Regions from separate parts of the Rattus norvegicus genome. Here regions 1 and 2 are each linked to region 3. Evidence: chromatin contacts called from public Hi-C and HiChIP or PLAC-seq data. All regions are on one chromosome and are shown on one strand. Each heading gives the region's core, a stretch centred on a gene start, on an enhancer-like site or on the middle of the called end of the contact. The rest is flanking DNA. Distances are from core to core; before and after follow the strand shown. Region 1 holds the start of Caskin2 (cask-interacting protein 2). Region 2 holds the start of Hid1 (HID1 domain containing). Region 3 holds the start of Mif4gd (MIF4G domain containing).

Region 1 (4,622 bases), core at 1,951-4,450, 190 kb before region 3:
CTCTAAACACGAGTTGTAGTGACATTCTGGGATTTTGGCTTCTTTAGAAAACACAGAAATACTATGGTATGTTTTCATTTTAATCCCAGGTATGGGGGACACAGGGCTGCTTCAGATGTCTGCAGTAGCTATGATTTTCCTGGAGAGGTGTGGTTCTGCGAGCTGCCGATAGTTTTTGAAATTGTGCGATATTTGGGATTCTGAGAACTTTTTGGAGCGTAGATAAATAATGCTAGAGCCCCAAGAAGTGGGGTTGGTGGTTGTTGATCGTTCATGGGGGTTGGCTGCAGTTTGTCAGTAAATGCTCAAAGAAGAAACGAGAGAGAAATTACATTCAAAGACCTTGCTCTCTCCCCTCTCTCTTTTCTCTCCTAACTAGTGATAAGGGATGAAACTGGGGGGCATAAAGGGTGGGAAAAGAAGAACCAAAAATGTAAAAAAAAAAAAAAAACCTACATGAAGCCATTTCCTCTCCCCACCCCCCCAAAAAACTCCCACCTGCATAGCCCTATGTTCCAAACCTTGGGACTGCGTGGACCACATTCCATTTTAAACATATTTCTCTCACCAGGACTGGTGGTTCAAGCTTGTCATCCCAGCTCCTTGAGAAGATGAGGCAGGAGGATCACAAACTCATGATCACAGCCTGGGATACAGAGTGAGTTCAAGGCCAGCCTGTGCAATTTTGAAAGTCCCCAACTCAGAATATAAACAGAGGGTAGGGGCTACAGCTCAGTGCAAGAGTGTTTCCAGAAGCACTAAAAATAAAAAAGCAAACACCGTCTTCCAAGGAGATTTCGCTAGTTCAATTCTGTCTCTTATTCTGGGCATGTGTGTCATTTAATAATTTATCAATACAAATCCAAAAACCTCACAGTCTCCATCAGAATATAAGTTCGTGTGAGCACAGGCTATCTCTCCTATAGCCCTAGCACGGGGCTCTGTGCTTACAGCCTCAAAGGTACATGTCCCTATTCACTGACTCGGCAAATGGGAAGCACTTTGGGAGGCCACTGATACCTGATATTGCAGGAAACTCAAGGTGTCCTCGGTCAGCAGCAGCTGGTAGGCCTCTTGGATAGACAGTGGTAGGTCTTGGTAGAAGAGCTGAATCGAGCCCTGGAAGTGGACCAAGAGCTTAGCTGTGTACCCTTCCTGCAGTGCCCAAGCCAAAAAGTGTCAACTTCTTGGCTTTGACCCTCTCCCCATACACCTAAGCATCCCTGCGTGACCATGACCAACAAGGAGAGCATTAGAATCCCTGCTGCCGGCGGTATTTTCAGTTCTCAAAGTCCGCCTGTACGCTCACTGAAAACCTAATTCTGAATTCTTCCTGGTCCACCAAACTGCATCCTTCCCACTCCTTAGTCGGAACCCCTTTCCCACGCCTCCAGGATGCCACTCACACACTCCAGCAGATACAAGGCCTCTTCGGGGTGAAGCCGCTGCCGTCCCTCCTCTGAGTAGCCCATGGTCTGCCAGAATTTCCCCTGTGCGACAGCAGACCAAGTGTCACAAAGCAGTTAAGGGGACAGAGAAAGGGAGATCCCCCAGCCACGGAGATGCCCGGGCCGCTCACCGCAGGAGATGTCAACTCCACAAAGCCTTCTTCTGGTCTCCACTCCGCGGCCACCAAGCTGCCCCTGGCGATGAGTGGGTAAGGGGCGTCTGGGTCTGCACCCGCAGTCCCCGGCCTCCGCCCACCCGGCCCGGCCCGGCCCAGCCCCTCTCACAGGCGCTCCACGCGCTCCTCCGCCAGCAGCTGCCACAACTCCTGGCGACACAGGCGCAGCCTCTCCGCCTGAGCCTCCGAGCCGTCCGGGAGGAAGTCCTTGGGGCCATGCGACCGCTGAGGCAGCTTCTGGGACCGCGAGCGCGCGGCGCGGAGCTCCGAGGCGCTGGAGAGAGCAGGGAACACGTGGTCAGCACCAAGGCCACCCGCTTGGTCCCAGGTTCCACGCACCCCACGCACTCCATCCCCCCAGCCGGGCAGCACCTGAGCACACGTCCCGCGGGAACCTCCACAGACGCGGGTTCGGACTCGGGCTCCATCTGGCCGCCGTCTGCGGCTGCGCGCGCACCGCAAAAGCCCCGCCCACCCCCGGCACTCCGCGCGGTCCTAGCGCCCGCCTCTGGACCCGCGCGCTACTCCTGACCGTAAATCCACCTGTGAGCCTCGTGCCTTCCTACCTGTCTGTCCCTGTGTTTCCTAACACCAATCTGCACACGTGTACCTCGGGTCGCGGACATAGCTCAATGTGTAGGTTTCTAGATGTGCAAAACCCCACCTATTCTGTTTCCAGCGCTTTTGGGGGTGGGGGGGCCCCTCTTTAGTGAAACTTTACCTGGCGTCTGGAAATATAGCATGAATTATCAGATAGGTTAATTACTCTCATCTCTGCAGCCCTGAATGGCTTTGTGTCCTACCACCTGCAGGGAAGAGATGCGTAGAGAGGAGACCAGTGAGCCCTCAAATACCAGCTTTGCAAAGTGGAGGCCATGTGGGAATGTTAGGAGTGGTCCAGAGACTTTCGGCGTTCCTTCATGGTGGTTCAAAAAAAAAAAAAAAATCTCCCTTCTGAGGGGCGCGGAAGCAGGTTCAAAGGCCAGGGGCGGGGCGCTGTCCGACTCACACTGGTGCTGAATCGCCACCCCAGCCTCCGAAAGCACCTCTTCGAGGCTGGGGTCCCCGCCGTGACATCGTGGGTCGCTCTGACGCTCACCACTAGGTGGCACCGTTGCTCCAGCCAGCAGCTATGAGTCTCCGAGCTTGGACGAAGGTCGCTGCGGGCAACCCGGGAAAGGATGGGGCAAAGAGGAAGTGATCCCCGCCCCTAGTGGGGGGGGTCCTCAGGTTCAACTTCCAAAACATCCTATTTTCTCTCCTATACATTCACACCTCATCTTTCGGTCTAGACCAGAGCCCAGCTCTCCAGATCCCCAGACAGGACACAGCAGCACGAAGCCTCATCCACATCCCGCCCCCTCCACTCTCACGCGCCACTTTGCACCCCTAAGCAGCTTCACCTGCGCGCATGCGCTGATCCAGCCAGTGGCTCCGATCCGGACTGGCTGGCGGGGGCGGGGCTTAGTGAAGATGGGGCGTGAACCAGGGCGCTGATTGACAATACAACTGTGCTGCCCGGACGGTCCCCAGCTCCCGATCCGGCGGGAGGGAGGGGGGAGGGGCGGGATTTCCTGCGGGAGGCGCCGAGCCGGCCCTGAAAAGGAGGAGAAAGGGGTTGCGGGGGACAGTGGAAGCCAGAGTCCAGAGTGCCTGGAATTGAGCACCGCCAGCCGGACCCCCGGTGGGGCGGCCGGGAGAGGTGAGGCTGCGGGACCCGGGCCATGGTTCAGAACCCTTGAGAGCAGACACAAACTAACTTTTCTTGTCTGATCGGCGGGCTCCTCCATCTCTCTGCTCCTTCCGCCTTCCTCGAGCCCCCCTTTTCGTTCTCCTCTATCTATCCCTCGGACTCTCTCGACTCTACGGGTCCCTCTTGCCGCTTTGTTCCCGGGGTCGGCCGTAGCTGGGCTTGGCTGCGGGGAGCTGCGCCGCGCTAGAGGGGCATTCCAAGGGGCGGGGGAGCCAGCCGACCCCAGGCACTGCCAGGAGCACTCTCCCGGTGCGGGTCGCGGACTTTGAGGGGGAGTGCCCTCCGGCTGGGGCTTGGAACTTATGAGGAATGAGTGGTTCCCCACCTGGGCCCCAGGCCTGCACGAGTCTCATGCCACAAGATTCTGGCAACAAAATCACCGTCACTGAGGAACTGGCTTAAGATTTTGTGCGGGAAGTTGTGATTTCAGGTTCAGGCTTGGGAGGTAGTTGGCTAGCCTGTCCAAGCTCTCTCTGTCCTGGATCTCTACCCAGCTGCTTCCTCACACTACAGAAACAGAGAGGAAGGGCTAGCAACAGGTGCTGTAGAGCTATCCTATCCAACAGGTAGCTCTCCCCCAGAAAGTGTGGGACATAAGCACCCAGCCCACCCTCTAGGTCCCTAGCAGTGAGGAGTGTGCTGCAGATACCTAGGGCAGGGAGTGACCCCTGCCATCTGCCTGTACCACTCTCCCAGGCCCTACCTCTTGGCCCCGCCTGCTGTCTGTGGGTGTCAGAGCCTCAGGCTGTGGAGAATGGGCAGCTGGCCCTGCCTACCCCAGTGTCTCCTGCTGCCAGGGCCCCTCCTGCCCATGGTTGAGGTGCTGCCCAGTGCCGTGGGGCACAGGCAACCCAGCCTCTCCCTCCTTGAATGCAGTCCCTCTCCCCTTTGCGTGTATATATTTCTCTCAAGTACTGTAACTTCCTTCCCTTCCTGAGTGGCTTAGACCCTCCATGACTCCTAGGGCACCTAGGGTGTTTTGGGGTTCCCTAGAGGTTTATCTTGTTCTTCTCTGACCTGGTTTCTGGCTGTAACCCAGCTTTTCAGCGGAGGACGTGTACCTTTTCCAGACCCCCAGGACTTATCCATGGCTGCTGCCTCGTGCCACAGGGAATGCTGACTGCTCTCTGGGTGGGCACTTGTCCTTCTGAGCCAACCCAGGAAGATTGGCGGGCCCAGTCCCAGTCCCAGCTCATTTCAGGGCTGTCGGAAGCTGCAAGCTGATCTCAGGCCAGATTTCCACAA
Region 2 (4,480 bases), core at 636-3,135, 240 kb after region 3:
CAAAGAGACCCACCTGCCTCTTCCTCTTGTGTGCTGGGATTAAAGGCCTGTGTTAGCATACCTGGCTAGGTGGTATGATTGGTTTTTCTTTTTCTTTTTTCTTTTTTCTTTTTTTTTTTTTTTTATTATTATTAACTTGAGTATTTCTTATATACATTTCGAGTGTTATTCCCTTTCCCGGTTTCCGGGCAAACATCCCCCTCCCCCCTCCCTTTCTTTTTTTTTTTAACCTCATAAAGAAACCATTCATTATCTCAGAGTGGTAAGAAAAGCTCTGGGGCGCACCCTGAATTTTGTAGGGGGAGAGAAGTTAGAGTTAGCTACCCAGTGCTGTGGCTTGTTCTGTAAGGTGGTGACACCATGACCGTCTCTCTACCTCTGCACCTGCGCCAGCTGCCTTGAAGGGGTATACTTTTTATTTTGTTTAACAATTCTATTTATTTTATGTATGTGAGTTCTTTTTTTTAAAAGATGTATTTATTTTATGTATGTGAATACACTCTAGCTGTCTTCAGACACACCAGAAGAGGGGATCAGATCCCATTGTAGGTGGCTGGTGAGCCACCGTGTGGTTTTTTGATAATTGAACTCAGGACCTCTGGAAAAGCAGTCAGTGGTCCTAATCGCTGAGCCATCTCTCCAGTCCGTGAGTATACTCCTCATTTTACACCACCAGGATTCCCGTTTAGGCTAAAGTCACCTTGTTTTGAACTATCAAGGATCCACAGAAACTTCTAGATACAGTAACATGATTGTGTGGGGGTTGGGGACATAGCCCTGGCTGTCCTGGCTTGCTATGTAATATACCTGATTATATTGGGATTTGCCAATGGTGGCCTCAAACTCACTATCCACTACCCCTCCTACCTTCACCTGCTGAGTTCTAAGAGCTCATGTGTATGCCAGCTATTTTATTATGTGGTCAGCTATTATTCCTAATTTAATAATTAGAGTGCTCTCTTAACATACAAGAAGCCCTTGGTTTGACCTGCAGCACCTCATAATACCAAGAGTGATCACCCAACCTGTGACCTCGGCACTTGGGAGATAGATCACAAAGTTCATAACCAGTAACAGTGAGCTCGAGGCCAGCCTACGATAAACTCCTCACAAAACAAACACAATGTACTAGGCTATACCGCGGGTATACCGCCATTCTTCTGAAACCAGGTTCTGGGATGTGAATGCAAGCTTCTCTGCACTTGAAAGAGTTCTCAGGGAAGCCAGGGACCTAGGTAGGAGTCAAGACCCGAGGGAGTTTTCACTGCCAGCCAGAGGCTGAGCTGCCTTCCTGGAACAGGGACACCGAATCAGACCATCCTTCCATGGACAAGCTAGGGCTAAGCCTGCAGCTGTGGTTAGAATAACTTCAAGACTAGATAGACACATGGACGTGATAGATCAGAAAGAGAAACAAAGGAAGAGGGAAAGAAAGAAGGAAAGAAAAGAAAAGAAAAACAAGCAAGCACGCTCAAATAGCATCAGTAACAGAAAAGCATGAACATCAGGTAGAAAGGACTGGAGGAGAAAGTGCGGGTCCGCGCAGGAGTGAAGAATGAAGGTGGAGGCAGGAGATAAGATACTAGGAGGGGGGCTGGGGATTTAGCTCAGTGGTAGAGCGCTTACCTAGGAAGCGCAAGGCCCTGGGTTCGGTCCCCAGCTCCGAAAAAAAGAACCAAAAAAAAAAAAAAAAGATACTAGGAGGGGTTTCAGTCTTGCGGACTGTGAAGATGGAGGGGGACAACACTCAGTTGTCAGAAGGACGAGGAATTGGGTTCCACGGAGAACTCCCGGACATCTTCTAGGCCTGAACGGCAGGTGCAGAGGCGGGGCCTCGTGGGGGCGGGTCTAAAGGCGGGCCCACAGGGGGCGGGGCCGACGCCGGCGGCGGGCGGGGTTCGCAGCTCCAGCTCCCCGGAGAGCAGCCGGGGCTGCGGAGCTGGAGCTGGAGCCACAGCCGGAGCCCGCGGCAGAGTCGGAATCCGGGGTCGGGCTGGAGCGGGCTCCATCGACATGGGGTCTGCAGACTCCAAGCTGAACTTCCGGAAGGCGGTGATCCAGCTGACTACCAAGACTCAGGTGCGCCTGGGGGCCCAGCCTCTCCATCCACCTGCCCGCCCGCCTTGGGGGCAGGGCAGGGTCGGGGGCTGGGTGAACATGGCTCACCGGAACGTGGGGTGACCGGTCAGTCCAGAGGGGGATGCTGAGAACAGCACCGGAACGGGACCTTTCCTTTGTAACTAGGGCTCCATCCCTGCCTCCGGGAGTCCACCCTATGCCTACTCTCCCCTGGGAACACTCTCCCGGGCATTGCTGCTGCCACCTTAGGCTGACGTGTGCCTACTCCTGGAGCCGGCGGCGACAACGTTATCCGCCCCCTGTCCCGCCTCCCGGTCCCCTCAGCCTGGCTTTGCCAGCCTCTTCCCGCTCCCACCTACCCATCCGTGGCTCTTCTCTTCTCCCTGCCCCTCAGGGACCATGGTCCCGGACACACAGCCCCGGCTGACTCAATGCAAACAAAGCCGGGCCGGCGCCTGCTTGGGTCGGGGAAAACAGCTGGTGCGCGGTGGCAGCGGTGGCCTCTCTGGGCCCTGGTTGATGCCTGAGGGCAGGGAAGGCCCAGGTCTTCCTAGGAGCTCACGGAGTAGCAGGCAACGGCAGCTGGGTAAGAGGAGCTGTCCTCAGGCCTAGGGAACCCCGCTTTCCAGCTAGTGATGATCCAATGGCTTCTTCAGGCCCGGTGGAGCTGATTGGCTGCGCTTTTTGGCACCCGGAATGGGGATTCGGGTTCGGGGATGAGGAGATTATCATTGGTCCGTTGGAAAGGGAGCCATGGGTAACTCCAGCCCAGTGCACACTCTCACATTTTTACCCGAGTCTACAAGTGTCACGGAAGCCTCTTCCTATCTTCAGCACACACCTCTTGGACCCAGCAAGGTTTCTTCTCTGTCCTCCTATCAATCCTTAGTGCTGGAGCCAGGCTACTATGGTTAGGGAGATGCACAGCCATGTCTCTCCAAGGCCCCGGGCTGTCAAAGGGCTCTGGACCTACTGCCATCTGGAACCCTACCCCCATCCTGCTGTTCTCAGAGCTCCGTATTGTTCTTGGTCACTGTGGGTGGGATCGGGAGAGCTGTCTTCCCACACCCAGCCAGGCACAGCCTTAGAGGGCAGATCACTACCCCCACACCCTGTTACCCACCTTGGAAAGGTCAGAGGCTGAGGAAAGGGGTGCCAGGGCCTCTAGAGAGCCCGTTTCCATGTGAGAGGCACTTGGCGAAAACCAGAACTGCTTCTCTTTGCTTCCCACGGCTTGTTCCAGAACCTCAGAAGTGAGACTCTAGGTCTATGGGTGGCAGGAAGGGGTGTGTGGTACTTTGCACAGTATAGGGTGGCAGAGGGAGGTGGGAATCTCCCAGGTTTGCCTGCCCGGGGAGGAGCTGGCTTGTTGAAAGGTGGTGTGGTGGGCTCAGCAGATCCTTGGGGAGCAGAATGAACCCAACCAGGTCTAGAAAGGTGGGAGGTGACTTGCTTAGGAACCCTCCCCCAAATACTGCATCAGTAAGTCTGTACCTGGTTGAGATAGTCTGTTCTCAGCTGAAGACAATCAAGGTCTAGAGTAGGCTGGAGTCCCAGTATGGGCTACTCCCCTTCTTCCTCTGGCTATCTTCCTCTTCCTCCTCCCCCTTCTCCTATCCCTCCTCTTCCTCTTTCTCCTTTCCCTCCTCCTCCTTCTTTTAAATTTATATTATTATTTTTGGTGTGTGTGTGTGTGTGTGTGTGTGTGTGTGTGTGTGTACACGTGTGTGTACACATGTATACCATGGTGTATGTGTGGAGGTCAGAGGACAACCATGGGAGTCAGTTCTCTTCCACCATGTGGACCTTGGGATGGAACCTAGGTTATTACACTTGGAAGCAAGCACGAATTACGTTCACCAAGCATTTTTACCGAGTGCCTTTACTGTTGAGCCATCTCACTGGCTCATGGGCCCTCTTGTAAGCATGCGACTCTCACAGGTGGTTGGGGCCAAAGCCTTGGACTCTGTAGTGGTCAGCTTTGAGCATCTAGGATTCAAGAACCTGGTCTGAAAGGGTCTTCCTGGACCTCAGAACTCAGTGTCCCCAAGGGGGACACTGCAGGTGTTATGACCACAGGATAACCTCATGTCTATGCCCTCAGAGGCTGTGGTTTGGACTGTAGACAAGCGGGCCCCTTCTTGTAGTCTGGGCCTGAGCTCTTGCAGGTCAGCCTTTTCTGTCTTCCTGCCCTGTATCCTGTTTTCTTCCTGCCCTGTTGGCCAGTCCTGGGCAGGGCTTAACCCTAACTCTGAGGCCAGCCACATTCTTGACTCTTTCCTCACTTGGCTGGGGACCCAGAGAGGGGCATTACAGCATCAGAGACTCTCTTCCAGATTCTACTTGCTTGAGGACGCTCTGCTGCAGGCTAGGGTAAGAGCTGATAGCTGTGCGTTCACAT
Region 3 (4,926 bases), core at 2,318-4,817:
TTCATCCAGCAAGCAGTTACCGGGAGCTACCTTGCGACGGGCAGTCATGGTTTTAGTCACTGCTTCCTCCTCAACCTCCGCCTTCCTCTCCCCAGGTTCGGAGCTACAGGGGCCTCTTGGACCTCGCCCAGCAGGTGCTACAACATGAAGGCACCCGGGGCTTCTTCAAGGGCCTGTCCCCCAGTCTGATGAAGGCTGCACTCTCCACTGGCTTCATGTTCTTCTGGTATGAGCTCTTCTGTAACCTCTTCCATTGCATAAGGAGGGAAGACAGATAGCTGTGAGGCAGGAGGGGCCTACGGTCTGCACTGAAGGCCCCTCCCCCAACAAGACTTGGCTCCAAGCTCATACTGAACAATGGCTGCTGCCTGGTTGGCCTTCTAGGCCAGCTGCTGTGCGCATGAAGAGTCATCCAGAGCTGAAGGCAAAAGAAGGCAAGGAAGGGCCTTTGCTGAACAGAATGAAGAGAGAAGGGAGTGCTTGCACTGTAGAAAGAAGGCCGTGGGGAAGGAGCCTGGTGCCTGGTGTGTCTCTCCTCTGACCAGCCTAACCTGGAAGGAACTGACCATCTTTTTTGTAGTCCTGGTTTTGGGGAGAACACTCCCTAGTCCTGGTAGGACCACACTGGAGTGCAGACAGGTGGGATCGGGCTTTTTGCAGAATTCTGACCTCCACAACTTGGTCTGTTTCTCCTGCCAACTTATTTAATAGACATTAAAGTAAAAGGCGTGTTCCTTGTGTCACTCCTGTAGCTTAGGAACTACATCCCCACTGAGGGAGGATGATGGGAGGGCCCTTTCTGGCCTGCAGCCCTGAGGTAGCCATACTCATCAGCTTAGGGGAGAACCCTACCATATGGGTAGCTTCTGAACTCCCAGACCCAGACCTTTGTGCCTGTGAGGCTCAGGGACAGGTGAGGAAGGAAACAGACAGAACCAGCTTCTAGGCAGAAAAGGCAGGAAGTGAAGGGGATGTGCTGAGCGGGACTGGAGTCGGAAAGTGTTGGCCTGACCCTCAGTTTTGTTACTGGGCTTGGTTAGCTCTGCCGAGTGCAGAGTGCTCAGGGCAGGGGCCATCAGCTCTGCATGCTGCACACTGTGTCCTCTAATCCCAGGTGGCCTCGGCCCCACAGCGGTCCAGTGATGGGATGTCCGACAGCCTGTGGTGGTCCAGTGATGGGTGTCCTGGTGAGATAGGTTGGCACCTGCCAGCAGCGCCAGTAACCCGAATTAAGAGGGAACATTTTGCTCACAGGGGCACAAGAAACATGTGACTGCCGACTCTTCCATACTCAAGCCTAGCAGTGGGGTGGTCTAGAGAGGGAGGGGAGGAGAGAGTTCTTGACTTTGAGGGATCCCGGACCCTGCCATGACTTGGATTGTAATGTCTGCTGTGAATGGCCTGATCATGGAAACTGGGACTCTGCCCTGCCTGTCAGTCGCATTCTCAGCCTCTGTGGTCCACTGTAGCCCTCCCCTACTGGTTGAACCTTTTGTGATCTTCTTTTCTGAAGGCCCAGGGTCACTTGGGAGGGCTTCTGAGGCCGGCAAGCTGTTGGCTAACTAGGCTTGGAGCAGCAGGAGTGTTTTGTGACCCTACTCCTGGAGAGGTGTGAATAAATGTATATACCAGAGAAGGAGCTGATTACAGACCATTGTCAGGATATCTGTCTTGGGGCCTCTATTGCTGTGATAAACACCATAACCAAAACGCAAGTTGGAGAAGAAAGGGTTTATTTGGCATCACATGGAGGGGAGCTGCTTACTGGCTTGCTCAGCTTGCTTTCTTATAGACCCAGGACCACCAGCCCCGGGATGGCCCCACCCACATCAGGCTGGGCCCTCCCCCATCAATCACTAATTAAGAAACTGCTCTGCAGGGGTTGGGGATTTAGCTCAGCGGTAGAGTGCTTGCCTAGCGAGCGCAAGGCCCTGGGTTCCGTCCCCAGCTCCGGGAAAAGAAAAAAAGAAAAAAAAAAAAAAAGAAACTGCTCTGCAGTCTTGCCTGCAGCTCAATCATGTGGAGGCATTTTCTTAGTTGAGGTTCCCTCCTCTCAAATGACTTTAGTTTGTGTCAAAAACTAAAAGCTATCCAGCACACTACCAAAGTCCAACTTGGAGAGCCAGTGGGTTACCTTGGAGGCTACTTACAGGAACAGAAATGACTCAAAAGACAGCTGCATCACCCAAAGCTCAGCCTAGCATTGCAGAGCTCATGAAAGTGGGATCCTGGAGCACACTGTGCAGTCTGTGGGCAGCCCAACAGATTAGAGTCCTCCAGGCAGCTTGGCCCATCTGAGCCTCTTAGGTCAACGTGAGCAGTCTCAAGAGGGTGCTGGGCAGCTCCTGGCTCATGCTGTACCGGTGTGCTGGCTCCATCCTTTTGAGGGGCTTTTACACCATTAGTAGGGAGGGGTTTCCAGGAGCCTTAGAGTTGTTCACTTCCCCTACTTAGAACATCCTGTATCTTAATGTGCTCCCAGTGTGGTGGGATGTTGTTTCTCCTTTATCTTAACCTGGAAGATTCAGAGTCGGCTGTCTGAATTTTTTTTCTTTTTAATGAAGTCTCATTGAAGTAAATTCCATGCTCATTCCCCTGCTCTCAGGAACTTCTTGTGCTGCCACAGAGCAGAGTTCTTTTGTACCCTGAGTGCTGTGGCAACTCTTTTTTTTTTTTTTTTTTTTTTTTGGTTCTTTTTTTCGGAGCTGGGGACCGAACCCAGGGCCTTGCGCTTCCTAGGTAAGCGCTCTACCACTGAGCTAAATCCCCAGCCCCATGTGGCAACTCTTAAAACCGCCTCGAGCTTTGGCGCCTGGTCTCCTGTGCGCAGCAGTGATGCTCCCGATTCCTCCCAGGAAAGACCCAGGGCCCTTTATCTTGGCTGTCCCTTTGATTTAAAACTTACTTTGCCCTGACTGGCAGGAGAGGGAGTTGCCAGGGTGTGCCCTAGCCCTTACCCTCCACTTTAACGGGCCAAACCCCTGACGGCTACGCCCCTCCTCCTGGGCAGGCCACTCCCTCCTGAGGCTCCTCCCACTCGGCACGGCCGGGGAGTCTCTGACCCAGTTCACCTGAGCCGGGCAAGGGACATGGTGACCCCGGCGTGGGGTGCGACCCGGCAAGACCAAGAACTTCAAGCGAAACGCAAGGCAGGTCCGGCCCAGCGCTCGGAGGCTTTTGCGGTCAGAAACAAGGCGGAGGTGCGCCGGGTGAGAAGGGGACAGGGGCCGGTGAGCTCGCGGCGCGCGGCAGTGGCGGTGTCGCAGTTGTCGGGTGCTGATCTGTCTCTGCGCCAAGCGAGGGAGCGGCCCGGGGCGGCGGCGGGGTGCGGAGGCTAGGGGGGGCCGTGACCGGCAGGCGGCGCTAGCGAGTCGCCCGGGCGCCGCAACGCGAGAAGAGCTCAGCCGCTGCGCGGTACCACGCCAGGCGCGCGCCGCGCAGCGCCCCAGACGCAAGCCCCCTCCCAAGCAGGCCAGCCCTAGTCCAACGGCTGCAGGGGTAGGCTTTGTAGGCTGAGAGGACTGGCAAACGCCGGGAGAGAGGGGCTCGGAGCCCTGCTGGTATCAGGATCCGCGGCCCGTACTGGGCCAGCATTCTCCATGCCGGATGATATGGTCGAGGCTGACGGTTACCTCTCTCCACACCCAGTTCAGTATTTGCTCCCCTAATTTTACCCTAATACTGACTGCTAATAACCCAGATCCTGCTGCGACCGTAGATGAATTCCCGCTTCATTTCTCATGAAATCCCAGAAGCCTGGGTTTCCTTCTGGTGACTACTTGGTGCCCGAGTTCTCCACCCGAAGCCAAGTTTGGTGGGCACTCAGCCAACCACTGAACGCGACAGAAAGTCCAGTTCCACCTGTCCCAAGGCCTGGTCTGCCCCGCCCAGTGCCTACAGGACTAGAACCCGGACCTTTGTGATTCACACTTGAAGCCTCAACCATCTTTGCTTCTCAGGTGCTGTCACATTAGTTTCAGGCCAGTGAAAAACTGCTGAGGCTAGACCGTCATGGGCGAGGCCAGCAGAGATGAGTATAAAATCCAGTCTTTCGATGCAGAGACTCAGCAGCTGCTGAAGACTGCACTCAAAGGTGAGCCTACCACCTACCACTTAATTTGTGTCAGGTTGACATAAAACTACCCAAGTCCAACTTGGTGAGCCAGGGAGGTTCCCAGACGCAAATTCTGTTTGGGTAGGAGCTGCAGTGGGGCTGAGGCTCAGAGCTAGGCAATGCCCAAGCCCTTCCTTGGCTCTCAGAGTAAGTCACAACCTAATTCTTGATCTGGAAGACACCTACGTTTAAGCCATTGCTTTGGAGAATGGATCACAGAGTTATGTCTAGGATCATAAAGCCTTTACGTGCACATTAAAGGGAACAAACTGCTTTCTCTTTAGAGTCTTTGCATTTGGCGAATCAGCACCCTTGAATGCACAGAGATGCCTGATTTGGACAGAGGTTGGAGGGGATATGTAATTGCACTGTAACACCCAGGACAGAAATTTGACAGGACAATTAGCAGTTGCCATCATGTGCTAAGCAAACATTTCAGAGAAGCCTCTGTACAACTACTCATGTCTGGAGCCTCTGTGTTTGGAGAACACACAAGCCATGGTCCTGGTGCATGCCTGTAACCCCAGCAGAGTACAGAGGCAGGAGGAGCAGCACAAATTCAAGGCCAAACTGCTCGACATAGAGTACCTGGGGGAGGAGAAACGACCCCCCCCCCCATTTAGAGCATTTATGTGCTTTACAACTTTAACCCCAGTACTCAGAAGGCAGAGAGAGAGGCAGAGAGGCAGAGGGGGGTGGATCTCTGTGAGTTCCAGGATAGCCAGGCCTACATAGTGAGATGCTGTCACCAAAACAAAACAGAACCATAAAGAACATTTGCAGAGGACCTCCAGAGGCTTTGGGTAACTTAG

The links. A called contact is a pair of places that touch in the nucleus more often than the background predicts. HiChIP or PLAC-seq counts read pairs in DNA pulled down with a chosen protein or histone mark.
Region 1: an H3K27ac HiChIP or PLAC-seq map of oligodendrocytes shows a contact between it and region 3, with 3 times the contacts expected there. The contact joins the promoter of Caskin2 here to the promoter of Mif4gd in region 3. A contact is called at or near these places in 1 of 12 Hi-C or Micro-C datasets (mammary epithelial cells) and 1 of 1 datasets of contacts at active chromatin or transcription factors (oligodendrocytes).
Region 2: a Hi-C map of mammary epithelial cells shows a contact between it and region 3, with 2.3 times the contacts expected there. The contact joins the promoter of Hid1 here to the promoter of Mif4gd in region 3. A contact is called at or near these places in 3 of 12 Hi-C or Micro-C datasets (kidney, mammary epithelial cells and psoas muscle).

Annotation. Positions count from the first base shown.
Region 1 is chr10:101,538,927-101,543,548 of GRCr8, reverse strand. Caskin2 (cask-interacting protein 2) reads left to right here and starts at 3,200. Exons shown (of 20, transcript NM_001107065.1): 1 at 3,200-3,326; 2 at 4,448-4,622. Tsen54 (tRNA splicing endonuclease subunit 54) reads right to left here and starts at 2,111. Exons shown (of 11, transcript NM_001109576.1): 1 at 1,997-2,111; 2 at 1,734-1,898; 3 at 1,580-1,643; 4 at 1,407-1,490; 5 at 1,021-1,119. The coding sequence starts at 2,052.
Region 2 is chr10:101,106,416-101,110,895 of GRCr8, reverse strand. Hid1 (HID1 domain containing) reads left to right here and starts at 1,885. Exons shown (of 19, transcript NM_001304290.1): 1 at 1,885-2,079. The coding sequence starts at 2,014.
Region 3 is chr10:101,349,225-101,354,150 of GRCr8, reverse strand. Mif4gd (MIF4G domain containing) reads left to right here and starts at 3,567. Exons shown (of 6, transcript NM_001014122.1): 1 at 3,567-3,647; 2 at 3,960-4,093. The coding sequence starts at 4,012. Slc25a19 (solute carrier family 25 member 19) reads left to right here. Exons shown (of 7, transcript NM_001007674.1): 7 at 96-725. The coding sequence ends at 278.